Regions from separate parts of the Mus musculus genome. Here region 2 is linked to region 1. The links are chromatin contacts, called in public HiChIP or PLAC-seq maps. All regions are on one chromosome and are shown on one strand. The core of a region is the stretch at or near the end of the contact, and the rest is flanking DNA. Distances in the headings are between cores, read along the strand shown. Region 1 holds the start of 4930515B02Rik (RIKEN cDNA 4930515B02 gene). Region 2 overlaps Padi2 (peptidyl arginine deiminase, type II).

Evidence for each region. HiChIP or PLAC-seq counts read pairs in DNA pulled down with a chosen protein or histone mark.
Region 2: an H3K4me3 HiChIP or PLAC-seq map of bone marrow-derived macrophages shows a contact between it and region 1, with 4 times the contacts expected there. The contact joins two enhancer-like sites. A contact is called at or near these places in 1 of 15 datasets of contacts at CTCF or cohesin (large pre-B cells), 5 of 484 Hi-C or Micro-C datasets (CD4 T cells, erythroblasts, erythroid progenitors and 2 more), 4 of 115 datasets of contacts at active chromatin or transcription factors (CD8 T cells, bone marrow-derived macrophages, embryonic stem cells and 1 more) and 3 of 9 other capture datasets (adipose tissue, embryonic stem cells and liver).

What each region holds. Positions count from the first base shown.
Region 1 is chr4:140,867,114-140,873,538 of GRCm38.p6, reverse strand. 4930515B02Rik (RIKEN cDNA 4930515B02 gene) reads right to left here and starts at 846. Exons shown (of 3, transcript NR_040654.1): 1 at 675-846. Within about 2 kb of position 4,843, at least 41 of the 459 cell types and tissues checked have an H3K27ac peak or open chromatin away from gene starts, as enhancers often do. A contact at or near this core is called in CD8 T cells and bone marrow-derived macrophages, where this site is marked.
Region 2 is chr4:140,940,221-140,947,454 of GRCm38.p6, reverse strand. Padi2 (peptidyl arginine deiminase, type II) reads right to left here. Exons shown (of 16, transcript NM_008812.2): 13 at 2,920-3,013; 14 at 692-777. Among named protein-coding and RNA genes, the nearest start is that of Gm34375, 12 kb to the right of the region's middle. Within about 2 kb of position 2,119, at least 144 of the 459 cell types and tissues checked have an H3K27ac peak or open chromatin away from gene starts, as enhancers often do. A contact at or near this core is called in CD8 T cells and bone marrow-derived macrophages, where this site is marked.

The DNA of each region.
Region 1 (6,425 bases), core at 3,594-6,093:
TCTGTCATTTCCTGTCACGTCTCAGACATACCCTGGTTGGCCAGTTGCCACAGATACAGAGAAAAGGCTTCTCTATGGGATAACCTTGTGCATTCCTTCACGTAGGTCACCTCTAGGGGTAGGGCAGCGCAGAGACTTCTTGTTTGGTGTGACTGAGTCCCCTGCACTGGCTTCCTCCTCCACCCACCAAGTTCTTCCCCCTGTCTCCTAGGTGATGATTCCGAATACACCTACAAATTACTCTCCTTCTCCTCCTCTTCCCGGGAACCCGGGCTCCCTCCGTCTGTGGCCATATGGTCACTGGCGGCAAGGTGACATTTTCAGTCAAACGCAGCACAGACCAATCGCTCAGCAGAGGATGGTTCTGGGAACATCTAAGTGGAAAGCGGCTGGGTCTGGCCACGCCCATCACCTGCTGTGAGAGCGGCTATTCTCTCACTTTGACAAATGTGTAGAGATCCCTGGGCCACAGACCTGTGAGAGCAGGACACTAGGCCAGGCCAGGCATGTGTGAGTCTGCAGCGAGCCTCCATCCAGGTTGCTTCCCAGGTCTCCTCAAGGCTCCAGGCTCTACGCTGTGCTTTGTAAACTAGAGTGCTGGGCACCACTGAGGTGTGGCCGCCTCATGATTCCTTTTTAATGATGATAACAGCTTGTGTTTGAGAGCCACTCACCAGGGGTTGGCCTGAGTTAAACACTCCACAAACATTGCATCGCTCCTTGCCAGCCCTCCGAGGTGGGTGGTGGTTACAGGCTCTGCGGGATGGGGAGGGGTGGCAGATTGCCTGGGGTCCCACAGATGAAAGAGTTTGACTCTGGCCTTGTGCCTTGCACCTGTACCCAGGTCTCCATGGTGACGTCAAACAGAAGCTTAGCTTAATCTCAAGGCAGGAGTCTAGAATGTTCCTGGTGCTGTCGGAGGCAGGACTTCTCTGAGACCAGCTCACTTCTGCCTAAGCAGGGTTCTGGGGTGCCAGTGTAGAGGGAGGGATGGACTCTGCCTGGGAGTGGATCTCTCTACCCAAGGAGATTTGGCCCTGCTCTAATGAGGAAAGAGGAACAGTGGTGGTAGGGAAGATTTCTAGGGTGAAGTTGCCTGTTGTGGGGGGAACAAGGAGGAGGCAAGGTCAAGACCTCCCTCCCTCCACTGCTCCAGCCTCTAGACAATGAGTAACTGCTAAGTGGCTGAATGGCTGGTCATGAGGATGTGATGGGGCCTCATGAGGAAGCAACCATGGGGCCCCCGGCAGGGGGTGACTCAACACTGCCCAGCAGGGCTCTGCCTGGGGTGCAGAGTCCCTTACCAGCCTCTGGAGCCATCTCCCCATGTCTCCTGTTGTGTGGCCCCTTGGAGAATGTCCTTGTTATCAAAGCCACAGGTCCCTCCATGAGGCGTTGTTCTCATGACCCGTCTCCTCCCTGAATTAGTGGTGTTCCAGGCCCCCAGGGTCAATCCTTGTGCTCCATCACCCTCTTCATGCCGGCAGGGTTGGGGACATTCAGCTGGACTCTCAGGCTTTGCCTCTGGGCTCACGCCCTATGCCCAACAAGACAAGCCATCCCGATGTGGCAGGTTGATTTGTTTAGGTCTAGACCCACACTCCATTGTGACCAAGGCCTTTCACTGTTCCTACCCAAGGGCCCCATGGCCAGGTAGCACTGGGATGCTGTGCTAAAGACCTGGTGTTGTGCATCTCATAGGGTTTTGTCCTGGGCTCCAGACGATGGCATATTCTAGGTCTTCAGTGAGTATCTGAGGAGCGTGTGTGCCTGCACGGCAGAATCACTGCCTTGGGCATCTTCACATATACAGAGGACCCATGGGGAAGGAGAGAAGTGCTGGGTGGGTCAGGACTAAGTACTGCCTGCCTGCTGACATCTGCCTTGACTGTGGTCTGGTAGGGCAGAGTGTCTGACTCGTGGGCCCTAATTCAGACCCTGGATCTGAGTGCAGACTAGCATCTGCCCAACATTCTAGTTCCCTGAGGACTTGTGGGCCACTCAGACCCCAGGACTGTTAGCCATTGTCCACTGCATTGATGAAGGCCCCAGTGACCCTGCTGGAAGACCCTCCCATAAAGAACAGGCCTGGCCTTGTGGCGAGCCCTGGGTCCTGCCCAGGGTCCAGCAATGTCTGAGTTTCTACCAGGCAGTGGCTGTGTGCTGCCTGGGACAGGGCTATCTGGTCAGCTGAGAGAGGTAGCTACCTGTGTGGACTAGAGTCTACCAGACTTGATGTTAGCTCCAGACCTGGTAACCATGGAGAAATCTCTTTAACCAGAGAGCCTTAGTCTCCCCAAGTGGCAAGGTGTCCACGGGGACAGGGTGAGGGGATGCCTCTGTGTTTCCGAGACTGCCCCCCCTGTGGAGCGTCCAGGAAGCAGTGCCCAGCCCTACACTTAATTACAAGGTTGGGATTCAGCCCGCAAGGAGCTCCCAGGACATTGGAGAGCTAACCCAGCAAGAAGGAAGCAGGCACTCCCACCGTGATGTAGGTCCCGAATGAGGGTAGCAGCGAGTACCTCTGCTGTCAGGCAGCTCCTCTGGGTGGGCCTGATGTGATATGCAGTGAGTTGTGAGGTGAGGGTTGTGCCTCTGAGAGGATCCCTGGAGAGAGATGAACTGGGGACAGGTAGGTGGAGAACCACCAAGAGCCCACAGGGAAAGGAGTAAGTGTCACGACTGTGGAGAAGCGACATGATGAGCCCAGGAGCAGTAGAAAGGTGGCAATCTGGAATTCTGGGGGTGTGGCCAGAGTGGGATGAGAAGGACCCACACTTTCTCGGGGTGGGGGAGGCTGCTGAGGGCTTGGTTTTAGGAAGGCTTGTCTTTCCCACGCGTCATTGGGCTAGACTAGATCTCAGAGGCCCAGGAAGAAGGCAGGGCTTCCAGCCCCACACAGAATGCAGTTCAAGTCTTCCAACAAGGCTGGGCCCCATCGGCCATTAGCACCTGGCTTCTTCCCACTCTTTGAGCCAAGGAGCCCTGCCCATCCCCCAGTTTGACAGGAGCCCACCCTAAGTACCTAAGTCCCAACCTGCACTGTCCTCGCCTCGTGCCCGCCCCACCTGGAAAACATCAAATCCCTAAGCCTGGGCTGGTATAGCCTCCAACAGGATGTCTCTCCCAGTCTATCCAGAAGGCAGATAGTCTATTCTTCAGGGTCCCAGGCAACTCCTGTCTACAGCAGGCAATGCACATGAGCTCAAATAACTGGCTGGAAGACCTCAGGTAGGCTGTTAAAGGTCCTGGTTTCCTCGTCTGTAAACCACGGCGCATAATGGTTCCTGCCTCTAATGGGTTGACACTTGTAAGCCCTTCTGGGAACGCCTCTATGCGACTAAGTGGTAAATATCACCCACTATTAATAAGATTATGCTTACCTCATCCGGCTGGCATGGGAATTGTTGTCAAGGGCTTAGTCCTGGTGAGCACTCAGGAAGGCTAAGTGTGATCCTCCCTTGTTTCGATCACCATCCTTACCAACCCACCCTCATCACTACCGTCATCAACTGTCATCCCCCTGCCTCTGTCTCCATCCCTACCACCATCACCAGTCCATCCATTTGTCTTTCCAGATGGGTGGGAAAGAACCGTGCCTGGTTCTTTGGTCTCAGGGTCAAGCTTGGGACCGAGCTCAGGAGAATTAAGGAAGCAGGTGGTGGATGAAGAAGATTGCGTGAGGATTAGAACTGTCACGTCTGTGGCCGGAGGGGCACCAAGCTGCCCTCAATCTGGGGACGGGATCAGAAGTTCTAGCTTTGTAGAGGTCTCGTGTAGCCCAGGCTAGCCTTCAACTTGCTTTGTTGAGGAAGATGACTTTGAACTTCTGAGCCTCCTGCCTCTGCTGAGTGCTGGGATGACAGGCGTGGTTTACCACACCTGGTTGATGCAGGGCTGGAGACAGAATCGAGGGCCTCCTGATATGAAGCAAGCCCTCTACTAAGGAATCTAGAGGTCAGGGCCCCTCTGAAGTCAGCTTGTCCTAAACCCCTGATCTGAGGCATTTTCTCCAGTGCCAACTGAAGCTGCTAATCCTGTAGTTGGGAGGGTGGCACCTGGAACAGGGTGTGTGAAGCTCTGGGAGAGTCTCCTCTATGGCAGGGGGTGGGAGAATTTGAGGAGGGCTTCCTGGAAGAGGTGCTTAGAGCCCGGAAATAAACCCGCAGGCGTGGCAGTGCTGTTGGTCAGCAGCAGAATGAGAAAAGGAGCCCTGGGTCCACGCGAGCGCGATCTCGCACCGGAACCCTGGGTCCACACGAACGCGATCTCGCACCGGAACCCTGGGTCCACGCGAGCGCGATCTCGCACCTCCTGCCCCCTCACTGCCCACTTCTCATGCCCCCCTTCCATCAGGGTCACGAGGACTTGCATCTCTCTTTCCGGTCCTCTCTCAGCATCCTCTCCCTGCATGGTGCCCTCTGCAGAGGCCCCTTGGCTGAGCCCTTAATCCTTGGATGCGGCGCTCACCTGGGGGCAAGGCTGCTCACCACCCGGGTCTGCCTGTTGCTAATTCCGGACCCTCTTCTCTCCTGGGGTCTCACGGATCCTCTAAGCCCTCAAGCTGGTTGTGCACCCCAAGACCTGTGTAGGTTCTCCTCTCCCCTATTCCTGACACAGTCTGGGGCTTCTTATCTGAGGCTTCAGCGTTCACGAGTGTTTCTCTAGGAGGCTTTTCTATTTGCCTTTCATAGACGGAATCCCAGTTTGAAACTTGAGTTTCCTGCTTTAAATGTAACCTTTCCCTTCTCTTAGAAAGTCAACTGTGCAAGGACAAGAGAGACAGTGTCCCTGCTACACAGCCCAGGCATCTGAGCTTTGAAATGAGGAAGTGGGGGAGGGGCCCAGGAGGGCTCCCTGGAGGAGGGGTTTAGTGTGGAAATAAATCTGGAGGAAGAAAGGGCGGTTGGGTAGCAGTGAGGAGGGGGGGTAGCAGTGGGGAGGGGGGTAGCGGTGAGGAGGGGTGGGGAGGAGTGTAGATCGGGGAGTGGTGCTCAGAGCCCTGGGTTAGCAGCTATTTCAATCCTTCCGGTGAACCAGAGCCTTGCTGTTTAAAATCATGGTCAACTTTACGTGTGGGAAGGGTCCAGGAAAGCACAGCCCCTCCCCCATCTAACATGGCGGGCATAGAGAAGGGACCCTTGATATTTGTTATTTATATGTTTTAGTCAATGACTAATTAGTGGGTGCCGTTTTTTTTGTTTTTTTGTTTTGTTTTGTTTTGTTTTTTTTGCAGCTTGTCAATTATGTTATCTTACTGACTGAAATTGCCTTTATTCACAAAAGGCTCCTCCACCTCTCCCCCCCTCCCTTTCCCTCGTCTGCCTGCCTTTCTCCCTCATCCTCTCTCTTTCTGTCTCTCTGTGATATTTTAAGGCCCATCTAGGTCTAGAACCTTCTCTCAGAGCAAGGCTTTGCTCCAGACAGCCATCTTGTGAGGTTTTAGACCATGGCATACACATGTCGCAACCCGGTAGCAGTGTGACTCTGGACAGGTCCCTGAATAGCTTTCCAGTTACCTCATCTGTTAACTGGGTGGGGGTGGGCTAATGATAATGGCGGGCAGGTGCTAAGTGCCTTTTACACAGTGGCTAAGTGGACCTTCCCACTGGCCCAGGAGACAGGTGAGGCTTGGGCGGTGGCTGCGAAGTCAGCCCTGTGGGTGAAGGGCATGGTTCCATGTCTGGTCTCCAAGAGCAGGGTCAGCTGCAAGTGAAACCGGTGGTGTGGATTTTGTTCTCTGACATAGACCAGAGTCCCTGTGGGTGCTGACTGGTCCTGAGCCCCTGTGGATGTTGAATGGGCCTGACTCCCTGTGGATGCTGACTGAGCCTGAGCCCCTGTGGATGCTGAATGGGCCTAAGCCCCTGTGGATGCTAGCTAGTCCTGAGCCTCTGTGGGTGCTGACTGGCCCTGAGTCCTTGTGGATGCTGACTAGGCCCAAGTCTTTGTAGGTGCTGACTAGAACTGAGTCAAGCCCTTTCTCAAAGATCTGACCTTGATACTGCCCACGCTGGGGATATCTTCAGATCTACTGGGTTCTCTTAGAAGCCTAGCCAACCACAGGCCTCCTGGGTCAGGCCTGCAGCTCCCCAGCCGTGTGGTGAATCACAGGATACCACCTCGCTACCTGTGGGCCCAGCTGGCTGCTCTTCTGTGCATCATATTTTTATACTAACTAATTATGGCTATTACTGTCACCCTAGAAACTCTATATGACCTCCAAGAAGCTGGGGAGCAGCTATGTGTGGAGGCCTTAAAGGGGGGGGACCTTTCTACCCACTGTCTTCTCTTTGAGGTTCCTGATGGTATTTATTTAGCAGGTTGGCTTGGAACCCCACACAAAGTGTCTCAAAGTGCAAGACCAGGCAGGCAGGCAGCCGGTCACATGGTATCTGCTGTCATCTCCTGAGAGAGAGAGAGAG
Region 2 (7,234 bases), core at 870-3,369, 77 kb before region 1:
TTCCTTTCTTCCTTTCTTCCTTCCTTCCTTCCTTCCTTCCTTCCTTCCTTCCTTCCTTCCTTCCTTCCTTCCTTTCTTCCTTTCTTCCTTTTTGTTTGTTTGAGACAGGGTTTCTCTGTGTGTTGCTCTGGCTGCCCTGGAACTGAAGACCAGGCTGACCTTGAACTCACAGATCCACCTGCCCCTGGCTTAACCTAGATCATCATAAAACGAAATCCAAGGTTTTCTTTCTTTCAAGACAAGAGCTCTCCCAATGGAGCTACTTCTCCTGGGCGCTGGGTTTAATGTCTGGTGCAACGTTTAAGACTCGAGCAGACTGTCACACCCACAGCAGTCCCTCAGGGTTGTGTGAGCTGCCGAAGCTTCAGTGTGAGGGATGGGCTCAGGCCACCGCTATTCAGGCAACAAGTCTGAAGCTTTGGTGTGGCTCTAAGGGGCGTGTCTGCTCCGAGCACTTGTCTGATAGAACTCTGGGCCTACAAGTACAACTGCTTTCCCATCTCCTGCTGGGTTCGAGGCTCCTTGAGCCCACCGCTGCGCTTCTGGATCTACTACACAGCAAGTAGATCCAGCAGGTGCTTGCTGGTCTCTCTGGGCCAGAAGCCTCGAGCCCCTGACCTTTCCCATAGAACCAGCCTCTGCCAAGACCTCACACAGTCTGCCATCCCTTCCTGCCCTCCCACCGCTGTACCTGGAAGTACTGGTTCTCCTGCGTGAGGCTCTCATTGGACAGGATCTTGTTGATGGTGATGCGCTTGCTGCTCATGCCTCCCAGGCCTGTGGGGGTCAGAGGGTGACAGTAAATCTCAGGTGCCTGCCTGGGTGTCCCATCTGAGCTATTTGCTGGCAGTGGAGGGGGGTGGGGAATGGGGTGGGAGTGAGGTGGGGGGAATGGATGGGGAAGAGGGGTGATCTCCTTCTACCCAGGGAGGCATGTGTGTCCCCCTCTCCAGACCAACCATGTCTCCTAAGCCAGGAATGGGGGTGCAGGCACCTTGTGCTCTCTGGCAGGAGGAGAAGTCACCTGGGTGCCCCCTTTGAATGTTAGCAGCTGACCAGGGTTCAAACACCCCTCCTGTTACTCAGTGCTGGCCCTGGAGAGAGCCTGCCTCTGACTCTAGCTCCATAGCCTGGAGGCTTTAGGTCAGATTAGTGACATCCAAGTGCCTGCAGTCTGTTCTTTGGTCGGAAGCCAGGACCTTGTATACACTAGATAAGTAATCTTTTAAATGCTAGCCGTGCTCCCCAGACAGTCTTCCCCATGTTCCTGTGAGGTAGCTGCTACTGTTAAAGGTGAGGAAGCTGCGTTTCCCTACACAGCAAGTGGCCACACAGGCAGCCGGACCACAAGGCTGTGAGCCTTGTATATTTGATTAACATTATTTTTTCCTTTTAGTTTTTTTTTTCTTATGGGTTGGCTTTGAACCTACAACCTTCAGCCTCCACCTCCCGAGTGCTAAAAGTGTTATATTTTATTTATATATAGCCTGTCAGCTCTCTGCATGGCCCAGACTTGTAGCGTCACAACACCAAAGAGACCAGGGCTGTGGGACCCTGCCCCTGTGCTGCCACCACGCCACAGTCCTCTCCGTGACTCTATGGCATTAATATTTCTAACCATGGTGTGTGGAGGCAGCATTTGAGGCAAGCTTAAGATAGAAAGGAAACTTCTAGAAAGCCAAGCCTTACACCTGCCAACGCAGAAAAAAAAACTTGCCACCAGGAGGCTAGAACAGGATAGCAGTGTTATCTATCTATCTGTCTGTCCATCCATCTATCCATCCATCCATCCATCCATCCATCCATCTATCTATGTTTGTTATTTTAGTTTTATCACAGCCTTGGCTGTCCTGGAACTCACTGTGTAGACCAGGCTGGCCTTGAACTCAGAGATCCACCTGCCTCTGCCTCCCGAGTGCTGTGGTTAAAGGTGTGCACCACCACTGCCCGGCTAGGATGGCAGTCTTACGTGGATCTGTCCTGGACACGGGCAGCATTCCAGTCCCACTCCTTGGACACAGGACAATAGCATAAGCATTACCCAGTGACTATGAGTGTCAGGATACTAAGCTACCATGTGGCAGGAAGTGGTAAGACACAGTGACTGATACATTGTGTCTATTTTACCACAGCAAGAGTGCAGATGTGCTGTGGCATTTCTCACCATGCCGCCTGGCAGGGTTTCCCTCAGCAGAGTCTCTTTCTCATGATTAATTCAGGTACAGAGCTCATCCCTGGGTCTGCCCCACTTAGGAGGGAGACAGAGCCTCACTGGAGGAGACAGAGCCTCATTCCAGACCCAGCAGATGCTATGTCGCTCCACTTAGGAGGGAGACAAAGCCTCACTCCAGACCCGGCAGGGCAGGCGTGATGTCAGCTGAAACCACTTCCCTTCCTGGGCCTCCAGCATCGACACTGTTTCTCTCCCCCCTTTACTGTTCTGGGGGTGGATGGGGTATGGCAGAAGGGATGTGGCTTAGCAGAAGAGTGCATGACCATCTCAGAAGGTCCTGGCTTCCATCCCGCTGTCTTGAAAACCCAAGCTTCTGGGCTCAGATCATGTGGCAGTCATTTGGGTCCTTCCGTCCCTCTCTAGGTCTGGTGCTCTTTCAGATATCAGTTCTGAAGATACACTTTGCCCTTCTCTATTTTGAGACAGGGTTACATGACCCTGGAGTTAGGACCCTTCTGCCTTTGTCTGTGAGTGCTAGGACCGCAGGCAGGCACCACCACACTTGGGTTCTGCAGTGCTGGGGATCGAACCCAGCATTTGGTGCATGCTAGGCAAGCGCTCCATCAACTCTGCATCGCCAGGCAGGCGTGACCTTTGGTTTGGGTTTGGTGGTGCAGCTGGGTGCTCTGGGACAAGGCCCTCTTGAGCTCTGTGGGGCTTCCTGTCAAGGGCTTCTGCTCACTCACCCTTGAACATAACGGCCTCCCCGTGGCCTGCCTTCTGCTTTTCTCGGAAGAGCTGGTAGCAGGCGGAGGTGCTGGCCATGAGCAGCCGAAATTCCTGCAAGAGATGCCACCGTGGGTGGCACATTGTCAGGGGAGGCACTGGGGGACGGGGAGGTAGCCAGAATGCCAGAAGGACCTGAGTCCTGGCTGCCCAGTACTTGGTGCCTTTCATGCTGAGAGTCACTGGCTTCCTAGGAAGTCTGTCTGTCTTAGGACTGGCTGACTGTGTCTCTTCTTGTATCCTGGGCAACATCATCAGATCCAAGTACAGGCCCCAAAGTGGCCTGGGATGGTGGCAGGGAAGGGGTTCTCCAAAAGGATGGGCAGTTTGCAGAGTTTCTGAGATACACAGAGGCGCCCAGTCCTTTCATTCCAAAAAGGACATTCTGCCCCAGAGCCTTCAGCCTTTTCCTGGACTGTTGTAACTGATCAGCCATTATCTGGGTGTGACTGCTCAGAGGTTAAGAGCCAGCCTAGACTGCTCTTCCAGAGGTCCTGAGTTCAATCCCCAGCAACCACCTGGTATCTCACCTGTAATAGAATCTGATGCCCTTTTCTGGTGTGTCTGAAGACAGCTACAGTGTACTCATCATATATATGAAATAAATCAATTAAAAAAGAAAAAAAAGAATAGAAACTAATAATTTTTACATGGGGGCTTGTTGGGAGCCGCCCCCACATTCGCCGTCACAAGATGGCGCTGACATCCTGTGTTCTAAGTGGTAAACAAATAATCTGCGCATGTGCCAAGGGTATTTTACCACTACTTGTACTCTGCCTTTCCTGTGACGTCAGCTCGGCCATGGGCTGCAGCCAATCAGGGAGTGATGCGTCCTAAGCGAAGGATAACTCTCCTAAATAGGGATGGGGGGTTTCGCTTTCGTTTAGAAGGGGGCTTTCGTTTTTGGGGTTTGGGGTTTTTGCGCTCCTGCTCCTGAAGATGCAAGCAATAAAGTTTTGCCGCAGAAGATTCTGGTTTGTTGTGTTCTTTCCTGGCCGGTCGTGAGAACGCGTATAACAGTTGATGCCGAAACCCGGGAAGAGAAAACCTGGGACGAAAATTACCATCACCGGCGCAAGGAAGATCCCTCATTCCAGAACCAAAACTGCGGGTCACGGTAATAAAGGTTCCCGTAAAACAGACTGTTGAGAAGGATTCAACTGCATGAATTCAGAACTTTTCAGCTGGGGAACAGAAGTACCAGTGAGTACAGCTTTACAAGGTAAGTCTGGTCTTGAACTTTCTAAGGAAATTCAAGACAGTCTATCAGAAGTAAAGTGGAAAATAGCTTTACAAGGTACGCCTGGCCTTGAACTTTCTAACGAAATTCAAGACAGTCTATCAGAAGTAAAGTGGAAAATAGCTTTACAAGGTATGTTTGGCCTTGAACTTTCTCTAGTGTTAGAAGCCCTTTTGTTCCTTTTCACATGTTATCAAGTGGTTAAGGCAGGGCGGATTCTGGACGAAATTCAGGACAATCTATCAGAAGTAAAGCGGGGAGAGAGAGTAGGAGCAAAGAGAAAATATGGTACACAAAATAAGTATACAGGCCTTTCCAAGGGTCTTGAACCCGAGGAAAAGTTAAGGTCAGGTAAGAATACCTGGGGAGAGATTAGAAGGAAGGAGAAGGAAAAAGAAAAGAAAAAAGATCAATTAGCGGAGGTCTCTAGGAGAAGGAGCCTATACTCATCACTAGGTGAGCTCAAGGAGCCAGTTCTTAATAGTTCTAAATCAGATGAAAAGGCTATTAGGGCCTGGAAGGCGCTCTCCCGAGCAGGTGAAGCCACTGGACAATAATGACAGAGGCAGGCTCTTGCAGCCTACAAGGTCTTATTGTCCACCCTGGAGTTGTAGATCAAGATTATAAAGGGAAACTTCAGGTTCTCTGTTCTTGTCCTCAAGTTGTCTTTTCTATATCACAAGGGGACAAAATAGCTCAACTAATAATTTTGCCAAGCCTACATGGCTGTTTTTTCTTCCTCTGGTATTCCTAGAGCTGCCAGAGGGATTGGTTCTACTAGAAATGATTCTGATTACTTAATAATGCCTTTAGATTGTTGTCAAATTTTATCTACTCACGTAGGGGTAAACCCTCGTGGCGTCAGGCCATTACAGGTCTGACAAATGGATGTCACACATATTTCCTCCTTTGAGAGAAATCAATATTTATATGTTTAGATAAGAAGAGATCACCTCCATACCTTAAATGATTTTCAAAAGCTGTTGGGAGATATTAATTGGCTCAGACCTTTTTTAAAGATTCCTTCCGCTGAGTTAAGGCCTTTGTTTGGTATTTTAGAAGGAGATCCTCATATCTCCTCCCCTAGGGCTCTTACTCTAGCTGCTAACCAGGCCTTACAAAAGGTGGAAAAAGCCTTACAGAATGCACAATTACAACGTATTGAGGATTCGCAGCCTTTCAGTTTGTGTGTCTTTAAGACAGCACAATTGCCAACCGCAGTTTTGTGGCAGAATGGGCCATTGTTGTGGATCCATCCAAACGTATCCCCAGCTAAAATAATAGATTGGTATCCTGATGCAATTGCACAGCTTGCCCTTAAAGGCCTAAAAGCAGCAATCACCCACTTTGGGCGAAGTCCATATCTTTTAATTGTACCTTATACCGCTGCACAGGTTCAAACCTTGGCAGCCACATCTAATGATTGGGCAGTTTTAGTTACCTCCTTTTCAGGACAAATAGATAACCATTATCCAAAACATCCAATTTTACAGTTTGCCCAAAATCAATCTGTTGTGTTTCCACAAATAACAGTAAGAAACCCACTTAAAAATGGGATTGTGGTATATACTGATGGATCAAAAACTGGCATAGGTGCCTATGTGGCTAATGGTAAAGTGGTATCCAAACAATATAATGAAAATTCACCTCAAGTGGTAGAATGTTTAGTGGTTTTAGAAGTTTTAAAAACCTTTTTAGAACCCCTTAATATTGTGTCAGATTCCTGTTATGTGGTTAATGCAGTAAATCTTTTAGAAGTGGCTGGAGTGATTAAGCCTTCCAGTAGAGTTGCCAATATTTTTCAGCAGATACAATTAGTTTTGTTATCTAGAAGATTTCCTGTTTATATTACTCATGTTAGAGCCCATTCAGGCCTACCTGGCCCCATGGCTCTGGGAAATGATTTGGCAGATAAGGCCACTAAAGTGGTGGCTGCTGCCCTATCATCCCCGGTAGAGGCTGCAAAAAATTTTCATAACAATTTTCATGTGACGGCTGAAACATTACGCAGTCGTTTCTCCTTGACAAGAAAAGAAGCCCGTGACATTGTTACTCAATGTCAAAGCTGCTGTGAGTTCTTGCCAGTTCCTCATGTGGGAATTAACCCACGCGGTATTCGACCTCTACAGGTCTGGCAAATGGATGTTACACATGTTTCTTCCTTTGGAAAACTTCAATATCTCCATGTGTCCATTGACACATGTTCTGGCATCATGTTTGCTTCTCCGTTAACCGGAGAAAAAGCCTCACATGTGATTCAACATTGCCTTGAGGCATGGAGTGCTTGGGGGAAACCCAAACTCCTTAAGACTGATAATGGACCAGCTTATACGTCTCAAAAATTCCAGCAGTTCTGCCGTCAGATGGACGTGACCCACCTGACTGGACTTCCATACAACCCTCAAGGACAGGGTATTGTTGAGCGTGCGCATCGCACCCTCAAAGCCTATCTTATAAAGCAGAAGAGGGGAATCGAGACTCTACCCCAAGCACCAAGAGTGTCTGTGTCTATGGCACTCTTTACACTCAATTTTTTAAATATTGATGCTCATGGCCATACTGCGGCTGAACGTCATTGTTCAGAGCCAGATAGGCCCAATGAGATGGTTAAATAGAAAAATGTCCTTGATAATAAATGGTATGGCCCGGATCCTATTTTGATAAGATCCAGGGGAGCGGTTTGTGTTTTTCCACAGAATGAAGACAACCCATTTTAGATACCAGAAAGACTCACCCGAAAAATCCAGACTGACCAAGGGAATACTGATGTCCCTCGTCTTGGTGATGTCCAGGGCGTCAATAATAAAGAGAGAGCAGCGTTGGGGGATAATGTCGACATTTCCACTCCCAATGACGGTGATGTATAATGCTCAAGTATTCCCCTGCTTTTTTACCACTAACTAGGAACTGGGTTTAGCCTTGATTCAGACAGCCTTGGCTCTGTCTGGACAGGTCCAGATGACTGACACCATTAACACTTTGTCAGCCTCAGTGACTACAGTCATAGATAAACAGGCCTCAGCTAATGTCAAGAT